2 separate regions of the Manis javanica genome follow, and region 1 is linked to region 2. The links are chromatin contacts, called in public Hi-C maps. All regions are on one chromosome and are shown on one strand. The core of a region is the stretch at or near the end of the contact, and the rest is flanking DNA. Distances in the headings are between cores, read along the strand shown. Region 1 holds the start of PARP11 (poly(ADP-ribose) polymerase family member 11). Region 2 holds the start of CCND2 (cyclin D2).

Region 1 (5,333 bases), core at 2,027-4,526, 360 kb after region 2:
TTAAGACCTCTCTGTCCAGAAGCCACAGAGGAAACATGAAAGAAGGTCAAATGTCTTTCATTTGTTTGGTCTTCCTGGGAGAACTACTGACCCTGGTCAGGATCCATAGTTTCTACTGCTGTGGCACTTTGCCCAGAGCTATGTGCAGAGGGAAGCATTCCCAGTGCCAGACCCCTTAAGAGGGAAAATTTCAGGCATTGCATGAAGAGAGTAATCTATTGAAAGATTGTGTGTAGAGATTGAGCCCACCCTTGAGAAAGCGAGGGGAGAGTGCAATGAAGCTGTTTTCTCAGACATTTTAGAAAGTCTCAGGTCTATTACATTTCCTCAGCAAAATTCAAGGTGGGTTATCATGAGTAAAACCCAAGTGCCTTAAGAGCCCATATAAGTAACTTAAATGAGGAGGAGAGATACCAGCCTGGTAATGCAGGCAAACCTGAGAGCCCATTCCAGTGCAGAGGGATCAGCAGGCCTTTGGCCAGGTGCTGCCACAGGAGAGTACAGCGTCTGAGGGAAGCTGGAGATCCACATAATTTAATGTGAAACTTCCCAGTTTTCAAATGGTGGCCACTTATCCCAAAATTTTAATACTCTATGTGCTAAAGCTTGTTAGGCCACGGTCTGTGACCCAGGACTAAATGATCACCAAGTCTCTGCCCACCCTTGCTCTCCCAGTGGTCATAAATAAACAATAATAAGAAAAAAAGTTCTTACTAAAATCTGCACAGTTATTTTTGTTTTATGAAATATACTCTCTTCATATTACTTGGGATGTAACAGTATATTTTAAAAGCGCATTCACTTGGTATATGTCCAAATCAGTTGTATTATTCCCAGCCCATTCTCTGACCATCAGCCCAGGCAACCACAAGACTTCAAGGAAATGAAGTACAACCCAACCCCCCAAAATGTGGAGGACCTGTTCCTAATCTTTTCAGTTAAACTTGCTTTGTAAAAAATGCACTCCATCTTTAAGGAAGAGATAATTTCTAAAATAACTTAAACTGCTACTGTTCACTTAGCAAAAGTTGTTAAAGAAAATCACAAAAACACAAGTAACAATGGACTGATTTCATTAATCCTAAATATAAAAGCATCAGTGTATTCAAAGACTTGAATACATGATGAAGCAGATGTAAGGGGGTGTTGAACATTAAGACATATATTAGTAAAGTTTATTTTTCAGTAAGTCAGAGTGAAAATAAATACAGTAATAGAGCTTAAGAGACAGTTGATAAAATTTAACATCTTTTCTCAATTAAAATCTCATGGTAAATGAGGAATAGAAGGAAATTTCTTTAAAGATGATGGTGTATTAAAGAATATCAAGTACAAAGGCAAATTCTTGTCTTACTGCATTAAAGACTAAATGCCCATTATCTTTTCCTGCATTCTTCAAAAATTTTCTGAGGCTTTGACCATTGCAACAGGAAGAGACAAAACTGCATTATTTGTAGGTGATATGATTATCGACATAAAAATTCAAAGATCAGTTGACAAGCTATTAGAACTAATAAGACATTTTCACAGTGTAGTAGGATACAAGAGAAATACACAAAAATCAATAGTTTTCCTAACTTACAGCAAGGAAATATATCTCATTCACAATAATAACAAAATATTACAAAAACAATAATAACAAAAATATGTAGGAACAAATTTCACAAAAATTGTGCAAATATTTGTGGAAAAAATTTATGTACTTAAAAAGATAAAATTCATGAAGAGTGTGTTCGTGAATAGTAAGACTCGTGATTTGGAAAATATTGAAAAAGAAGAGAATTAGGAGATGAATTACTTTGAGAGAGCAAATACATTACAAAGCTATACTTAGTGTGCCAGAGCACAGGAATAAAGAGATAGCTAATAGAATAGACAAGAATGTTCAGCAACAGACACACACACACACCAATTTAGTTTGTGATTAATGGTGGCACTTCAGAGTAATGGGGAGAAGAATGGATTATTCAATATGATATTGGAATAACTGGTTAACCACTTGGCAAAAAGTAAGTGAAAAATAAAAGTGAAGATCCCTGTCTCAATCCATGTACAAGGATAAATTAGAGACTGCAAACTTAAATACTACTTGTGAGTGCTGTTTGGTAATTTGTATTAAAAATTGAAATTCCAGAATCTCCTGAACATTTCCATTTCTAGGAACTAATTCCAAGGAGGTAGACAGACAGATGTACAGAAATGTCTGCACAAGAATGTTTATCGCTGCATCTTTTTTGGAGGGGGAATAGTAAAAAATACAAAACCCCTTACATGTCTAGGTATCACAATGGATAATTTCGTGTGTGTTGTATGTGTGTGTGACATACACACAAACCATGGAATGCCATAAGTCTACTTCAAAATGATGAAATAGATTTATATGTATTAGAATGAAGGATATCCACATCATATTAAGTGAAAAACTCAGGTTCTAAGTCTGTAGGTATTCTTTGATAAATTTTCTTAAATGTGTGGAGGTATATAACAAACTACTTTTTAATTTTTTTTCATTTCTCATAGGTACATTATGCTTTTGTCTAGAAGATTCTTTCCCTCTCTAAATTCTCTTTACTTAGGTAACTTCAATATGAGTACATCCTTGACGTCTTAGCTTAAGCCTCTTAAAGGGGACAGGGAAAGCAGATACTCTCTCCTAGGTAAGCATGCTCTCAGGGAACCCTGTACTTGCCACGCTACCTATAAACCATACTGTTCTTTTTCATTTATCTAAATTCCTTTTTTTGTCGTTGTTTTCTCTCAAGCCTCTAAGCTCCGTGAAGGCATATGAGTGTCTTGTTCACTCCAAAACCCAGCACAGTGTCTGGCAGGTAACTGTCACTTATTGAGCTCTTACTGTATGCAAAATACTGTGCTAAGTGCTTTCAATAACCTCACTACACCCCTGGATAGCTGCTATTATGATCTCCATTCTGAGGATGAGAAAACTGAAAGTCAGATTGTGAAATTTGTCCCAAGTGCTGTCGGCCCCGCTGGGATTAATTCCCAAGTCTGCCGCTCTTGGCCACTACACTCACCATATGGTGATCGGTATATCGGAGGAAATCCTCCCAGCCATGGGTGGGGATGCTGCACTGGGGGTTGAGCACTGGAAGGGCCTTTGAACCGTAGGCCCTTTAAACTCCATTGTAACAGCAAGCCCCGCCCATTGCGAGCCTCCCGCGGAGCACGTTAGGGAGCGACAGAGGCGGGGCGAGCTTCCGGGGAGGGGCGGGGCCAGCGCTGGTTGGCTGGTTTCGAGCGGAAGTCGTGAGGTTCGGTGGTCCGAAGACGCTGGCTTGTGACCGGGAGGGGGAGAAGGAAGGCCAGCGTAAAGGTTGCCGCTCCATCCGATTTCTCCTGCGACCATCGAGAAAAAAACCAGCACCTCGGCCCAGCGGTTAGCCCCTTCCCCCAGGCTCTCTCCGCCCGATTTCACCACCGTTATGTGGGAAGCGAATCCAGTGAGTAGCCGGGCGGGACGGGGCGGACCCAATGGGCGGGGCCGGTGGGAGAGGGGGTTCCCGCGAACTGCTCCCACTCACCCGCGCTAGGCTGGGTGTTGAGTTCCGGGAGCCTGAAGATCCAGCCCTTGAGGCTTTTACAGTCTCTGGCTTTTTGCGTGTTGGAGATGGCTCGATTCGGTATTGCTTTCCTATTACAATTGTTATTATTTTACTTGATGTGGTTTCTCCGCCGGCCTCCCTTCACCGTTTTTTTTTTTAATTTTGTGTTTTGCTTTCTAATTGGAGTCACTGGGCTTTGAACCTGTACTCTTCTTTTGCCTCCGGTGTACTTGCCAGTCCGCCCCATCTGAAGCTTGGGGATTCGACCCCTGTGTCTTGAATGGGCCTCGGAGGAACCGTCATTACTCCTTGTCCCTCCCTGGTGGACAGCCATTTAATACTTGGGAGACCAGGTGTATATTCGAAGCCTTTAGATCGTGAAGTTCTTAGAATTTCTTTTTCCAGTGGACAGAACTGATGACCTGGAACGTTTCAGCTGCGTCTTGTTTCCCTCGTTTGTCTTCTGTATTCGCATTCTGTCTGCATGTATTTTGTCTGCTATGCTTTTATACATTTGTTTATTTCATGTGCAGCCTTCTCACGGTGGAATCTACTTGCCAAGAGTATTCCACTCATCTCTTACCAGAGTTGAAATCGCCTGGTAACAGGGCAGATGTACACTGTTTACACCTTGTGAGTTGACTGAAAATAATGGCAGAATCATATTTCAGCAAATTGACTAAATAGAGGAAACTACCCCATACGCAGAGATCACTGCCTACATTTACTTCATGACCCTGTTTCCCACTTGCAACCACTCCTTTGCTGTAATCAGTGCTGCTTTTCTTTTTTCCCTCCCCGGAATACATTTCCAGTGAACTGATAAAAGAGCTTATCAGTTTATTCTGTTACATTTTCAGTTTTCATCCAGTGGAAACAAGGCCGTTAATCTGCATTTGTTGGTCGCACATTGTGGTTCCATCCCAGTCCACCATGTACTGATGGTCATTGTCTAGGGTTTGTTTTTGTTGTTTTTTATTCAAACATGAATACTGTAATATCAGGCCACATCAGAGGAAAGTAAGTAATTGCTGGTATTTGATTTTGTCAAAAATAATTTTGAGTTATGAGAATGTGCTCTCTGCTTATATATTCAGACTGTCATCACAGTCTTCCTTTTATATCATTATATATGTGTATGTATCAATTTTTATTAGCAGTCCTTTTCATCTTGATTTCTCCAAAACAAACCTTTTAGTCACCCAAGTACATGTCGTGCTCTAAATCACATGTTTTAAGTTTTTTACTATGTTGTACGCTCCATATGGGCAGGGATTTTTGTCTGTTGTTTATTATGGCAGACTAGAGAACAAACAGCACATGGTACATAGTAGGCACTCAGTAAATATTTTTGAATTAACAAAGGTGATTGGATTAGTACTAGAGAGAGTCCTTTGCACCAATGCTCATCTCCCTTTGGTGTCACATACACATCAGCATTTGCTATTGTATCATATGTATGTTTGTGAGGGTTATAAAGTCATTAATGACTCATATATTTGGTTTGTTACATTGTTATCTCATTTCTTTATAAGAAATGCTGTTTTCTCTGAAGTTTTTCTAACAATGTTGCTTGATTTCAGTGGAGCAGACTGACTGACTTTTCTTGGTAGTGCTGAAGCTTCCACATAAAAATCCCATATTCTTCTTTCAACCCTTATTCTCCTGCCACCCTAATGTGTCTCAGTGCTGTGTTTTCTTACTGATACTGTTTTTCTTCCTATGAGCCTATGAATCCTGTCAATATGGACAGTTTAATTTTTTAAAATA
Region 2 (5,356 bases), core at 2,604-5,103:
ACGTGGGCACACGGCTTGCTCGGCAAAGATGTGGAGCAAGGCTAAATAAGTGGTTCTTACGGGTTCCCCTAAAACACACGTTTCTTCGCTGTGACTTCCGGGGCTCCTGAATTCCCCGTTTCTCTCCTCCCCCCTCCTCCCCCCCTCCTCCCCCCGTAAGTGCCAGCGCGGAGTCGCCACCGCTTGGGGGGACCTGAGGCTAGAACGAATTGGCTCTGGCCCTCTGGGGGGCTACTTTTTTCCTTCTTGGTCCCGACTTCACGCTCCTACCGCCTTCTTCACTGCACGGAAAGCAGCCGCGGCTTCGCGAAAGACAGGTCGGGATGGGGGTGGGAAGGAGAGGCAGCCACATGCAAGCACACGCGCGTGAGATGCTCCCCCACCCCCGCCCCAGGACAGCCTAGCTTCTCCCGGATTGTCCTCGTCCCTCCTTCTCCCCCTCCCCCAGTTAATCTTGCATCCTACGAGGGACAGAAATAAAGCCACGCGTCTCGCCAAAGGGCGTGGGGTAACCTCGCGCCCAGGAGCGAGGAGGCAGGCGCAGAAGGCTGCCCTCTCCCAGTATTGGGGGGCGGCAAGAATCCGGGTGGCGACCGACAGAACGTCTGTCTAGAGACCTACCTCCAGCATCCAGGTAGCCACCATCCTGCGCATATAGGGCTGGATGTCCTTCTGCACGCATTTGAAGTAGGAGCACTGGGGAAGGTAGCGCTCCTCGATAGTGAGCAAATTCTGCAAAACGCGGTCGTCGTAGAGCAGGTTGGCGTCCGGCACGGCCCTACGGACCGGGTCCACCTCGCAGCACAGCAGCTCCATGGTCAGCCGGGTGCCCACTCGCTCCCCTACTTTCTCCGAACTGGAAAAGTTTGTGGGGTTTTTTGGGGGGAGGGGGGAGGGGAAAGGGTTCCCCTTACCTCCTTCCTTTGGCTAAACAGGGGCTTTTGGGGGGAAGTTAGGGGCAGAGAGAGAAGCTGGGGCAGAAGAGAGGAAAGGGGTGGGTGGCGAGAGAAAAGAGCTTCGGCGGCTGCTAACTCTGCCTGCCTCCCCTGCAAACTTGTCTCGCTCTCCCCAGCTCGCTCTCTGGTGCTCTCCGAGGCAGTGACGCAAACTGGCTGGGCAGTTACTTCTCCTCCCTCTAGCCTCACCCCCCTCTCTGGTTCCGCCTCCCCTTCCCTCCCCTCCTCCTTTCAATCTCTCCCTCCCTCCCTCCTTTTTCCCTCTTGTTATTAAGGAGAACAGCAGCTGGCCCGACCTAACTTCAAACGCGGTCCCCCGCCCCCCCCACCCCTCTCCTTAGCTCTCCGAGGCCCTCTGCCTCTATGCAGCCCTGTATGCCAGGGGCCCCGGATAGGGGAACCCATAAAAAAAAAAACACCGATTCCTATTTATTCTAATTTCACATATTCTGGAGGTGTTCCCATGCCAAAATACGACCCTCCAGCTTTGGCTTCTTCAAAACTGATTCTTACACTCCTGCCCAAGATCCCGGATGACGGGCAGATTACTTGAAGTTGCGGTGGGCTTAGACAATTTAGAAATAGATATCTTAAGCGGAAAATAAGGAGGGTGATCTTAGAAAACAGCAACCTCGCACACGCAGAGATAAAGGGTATGTCCCTTAAATTTAGGTTCCTGATCATTTCGAAGCTGCTTCAAAAGCCCGATTAAACGGACCAGAAAAATGTCCCCCCCACCCCACCCCCACCCACCTCTCAGAAGCGTGTGGAGAGGAAGAAGAGGAAGGGGTGGGTGTTAGGAGGGAGGGGGAGACTTCTCCGACGTGATAGAATGTGACCCTGGAGCAGAAACCATCCCGTTCCTGGGGGCGCCGCGGGCGCCACTGGGAGACGGGTGAGGCGCCCAGGGCTGTGGCAGCCTGGGGGCAGGGCTGCCGGCGGTTCCTCCGCGGCCAGCGGCCACGCAGAAAAACCCGCTTCCTCGCCCCTGCATCTGCTGACAAGCCGCCCAAGGTGTCTGAGCCGAACGTGGCCACACTGATACAGCTTTCTAGGAAATAGCCCGGGAGGGGGAGGGGAGGGGGCAAAGGAGGGATTAGGTTCGGCTCCCCCTCTCTCTCCCCGCGCAGACACTACCACCCCTTCCGTTTCTAGGAGGCCCAAACTTCCACTCTCGGTTCTGCACCCGCAGAACCCTCCGGGTTCACGCCAGGGCTTTCTCTCCGGGAGCGGGACTGCGGTGGGGACACTGCCAGCGCGGTCGGCTTTGACACGTGCTCCAACGCATCCTCGGGGCAGGGCTCTTACCGGGGATATGGTGGTGTTTCCTCGCCTCCTTCCTCCCGCCACCCCCCGCCCCCGCTCTGCCTTTCAGTGTTACTTCACTTCGGGAGGGAGGGGGGTGCGCCCCGCACCCCCAGCGTGCTGGCCCAACTGGCACGTGCAGCGAGCGTGACGTGGGTCGCGGGGCTCTCCGGACACACGGAGGTCTGCCGAGCGCCTCCTCCACCAAGAGAGGGGACCCGAACCCGGGCCCGCATAGCCAGCGGGCCGGGTGGGGGCGCGGGCTGTGTGAGCTGTTCACTCGGTTCCCTGAAAGCAGGGGGAGGTGGAACCGAGACGGCAGGGAGCGCCTAAACCAGAGGTGCTCAGCGATTAACTCGGGCTACAAGGCCAGCCCCTTTAAGCGAGGGCGGGGCAGAGAGGGCGGGCGGGAGAGTGAGGGGGATACAGCTTTAAAAGGGTGAGTGAGAGTTTGGGGCGCCGTCTCCCCTCCCTCTATTTGCATAGCCAATAGCTCTGGGGCTCCTGCTACTGCGCGCTGATTGTTACCGGGCAGATTACTTTTTTTTTTTTTTTTTGTGGGACGCGTTCCCCGCTACATCAAAAGGAGCCAAGGGAGGGCGGAGGGAGAGCGGGACCGGGGCGGGCCAAGGCGGGCGAGCGGCCGGGGCGCCTCCAACCTTATCAATAGCCCGGGAATTAGTACCCAATCTGCTGTAGGTAAAGAAAGGGGAGGGAAGGGGGCGGGCGAGGAAAATGTCTAATTGCTGTGGAAGCCATTAGCTTTCAGGAAGAAAAAAAGCTCACTGAAAAAACCTAAGTTGCAACTCAAAATGAAACAGTCCCGCGCCGCCGGTGACACTCCGGCTGAGTACAGCATTCCTCGGAATAGAGGCGGTCCCCAACAATCACCTATTGGTTTTAGTCAACTTGGACTTCCCGACTTAAGCTTTTGAGTCACTCCGGGCAAATACATTACCTTAGGTTGTAAGACCCCATGAAGGAATTACTCAGACTTCACCTCAGCCGCATCGGAGCGGTTCAAAGAAAGCTGCCGGGGTTGTAGGGGTGACAGCGGTATTTTCAAAGTATAAATCTAACTCTAATGCCAGGTAAGGACAAGCCCGCGATGGCTTCCAGCCTCTTGACATCGCTTGATGGCTAACCAAGCACCGTCTTTTCGCCTCCTCCCTGCAGGCGCAGCACCCCGAGCCTGGGTCTCCTGCTGGGAGGCGGGAAGAGGCGGGTGGTCGTCCTCCTGGCCTCGCCGACCCTGGGGGTACTGCCTGGGTGGCGAAACCTCAGGGCTTGGGAGCGACCGAGGGCCCTCTCGCCCCTTCCCGCGCCCGGCCCTCGCTCCGTCTGGCTTTCCAGAGAAATTCTGGCGGGGAGAGGGGCACGGGAAAGGTGGCCGCGACCGGGAGGGGCGCGGGCGGCTGCCCCCTCACCGCGGCGCTCTTCACGCACCTTGACCCAAGAGTCCGGACGCTTCCCGCGTGGCAGGCTCACCGCTTCAGGTTCCCCCGTTCACTTCCCCTTCCTATTACGGGCTGTTCCCGAACATGAACCTAGCATCGAATCCGTGCCCCAGTCGCTTTTCAGTCTCCGACACACGGGGTGGGGCGTGAGAGGGTGCGGAGGTTGGCAGGAATGTCTCTGGGAGGCTTGGACTGCAAACCAAGTTTTCCCTTTAGATCGCCACTCCGACCATGTGTTAAAACCTTAATTTTGCTTGTTAAAAAGCACTGCGCCCAGCACGCGGGAAAAGGCACGTTGCTTTCTGGACAAACGAGCGCGTTTCTTTTGAGTGGACAGGTTTAGAGAAAAAGCCCAAGCGCCTTGTACGCTGGTTTTTAAGTCAAACCTGCTCACTGTGGGGGGGAGAGTGGGAACGTTGGTTCTTCCTTATCCCATTATCACCTCTCAAGTCTAAGAAAAATATCCTGTCCTTGTAGGATCAGTGATACACTTCGCGAAGTTAGGTTTTATTGGAATTTTATTCCCTCCGTTGCCGGCTCCCCACCCTCTACTCTTCGCGTTTTGGAGTTTCGGTTGGACAGTGTACAAAACCCTGTAGGTGTAGGGTGCAGCCGGGTGTTGGGTGTTTATAGGCACATTTCTGCAGGAACCTGCAGCGTTAAGCACACAGACTACCGAGGTCACCTGGTGGATGCCCGCCAGCCAGGTGAGCCCGCTGTCGGCTCAGAGCTGCGGGGGCGCGCGAGTTCGAACTCTGCTGGCTCCGCGCAGGGGCGCGCAGGCCAGGGTTGCGTGTGGGGTGGGGGGGGGTGTTCAGACTCTGGAATGGGGGCCACCACCCTTTCCCAAGAGTAGGACTTTGTTCGCTCTGCAGTGAGCGATGGATGGTCAGGCAATCAAAACCGAAAAACCGACGGTTAATTAAAAGTACATGGCCAAGTGTCCGAGCGTTGGTTCCTGGCTCCCGGGGTCCCGGGAAGGATCTAGAGGACATGCAGACGTTGGAATGGGGAGGTAATAGAAGGGAGTGGAAGCAAATGGGTAAAACGTGAGAAAGGAAAAGAGGGACAGGTCGGGGACTGGAGTGCCCCGAGAAGGTGGACGGATGGGGCGAGGGGAAGGAGGTTCCCGAGGCTGGGGCACAGCGACTCCAGGTGAGACTGTGTCCCAGGCCCGTCACGGCGCCCCCGCCGCGCCCCGGGGCGCTCGGGCTCCCGCGGCCGTTAGGGTCGGCCGGGCCTGCGCGCTCATCGCCCGGCCGGGGCGTTCCAGCTTGAACCGGGGCGCTGAGCCCGCGGCGCAGCTGCCGCAGGCGTGGGGCGGTAGGCTCGCGCCTGCCGTCTGTTCACCCACCTAGCATCTTACTCCCCTCCCTCGGAAAAAAAATAGAGAAGAGAAAGATCCGAACTTCCCCCTCTTCCTGTGTGATTCAGCTGCAGGACACGCCTCACGCGGCCGAAAATAGCTCTGGAAATGCATTCGCTTTATAAAAATGAATTTTCCAATAATATTTGGGGTGCGGGGGCTTCTGGCCCGCGGTGGTGGCGGGGTGCGGCGTCCCGGAAGGGAAAGGAACCGGCCGGCTGGGTCCTCAGCCTCTCCCGGCGCCCCCGGGAGGGGGCCGCTGGGCGGCGGAC

What was found. Hi-C and Micro-C count contacts between places; a contact is called where the count stands out from the background.
Region 1: a Hi-C map of blood shows a contact between it and region 2, with 6 times the contacts expected there. The contact joins the promoter of PARP11 here to the promoter of CCND2 in region 2. A contact is called at or near these places in 2 of 2 Hi-C or Micro-C datasets (blood and fibroblasts).

The regions. Positions count from the first base shown.
Region 1 is chr15:28,393,076-28,398,408 of MJ_LKY, forward strand. PARP11 (poly(ADP-ribose) polymerase family member 11) reads left to right here and starts at 3,277. Exons shown (of 11, transcript XM_017670488.3): 1 at 3,277-3,461.
Region 2 is chr15:28,030,390-28,035,745 of MJ_LKY, forward strand. CCND2 (cyclin D2) reads right to left here and starts at 3,854. Exons shown (of 6, transcript XM_017671362.3): 1 at 3,708-3,854; 2 at 622-856. The coding sequence starts at 816. All of the region lies in intron 1 of LOC108403977 (a long non-coding RNA gene), which reads left to right.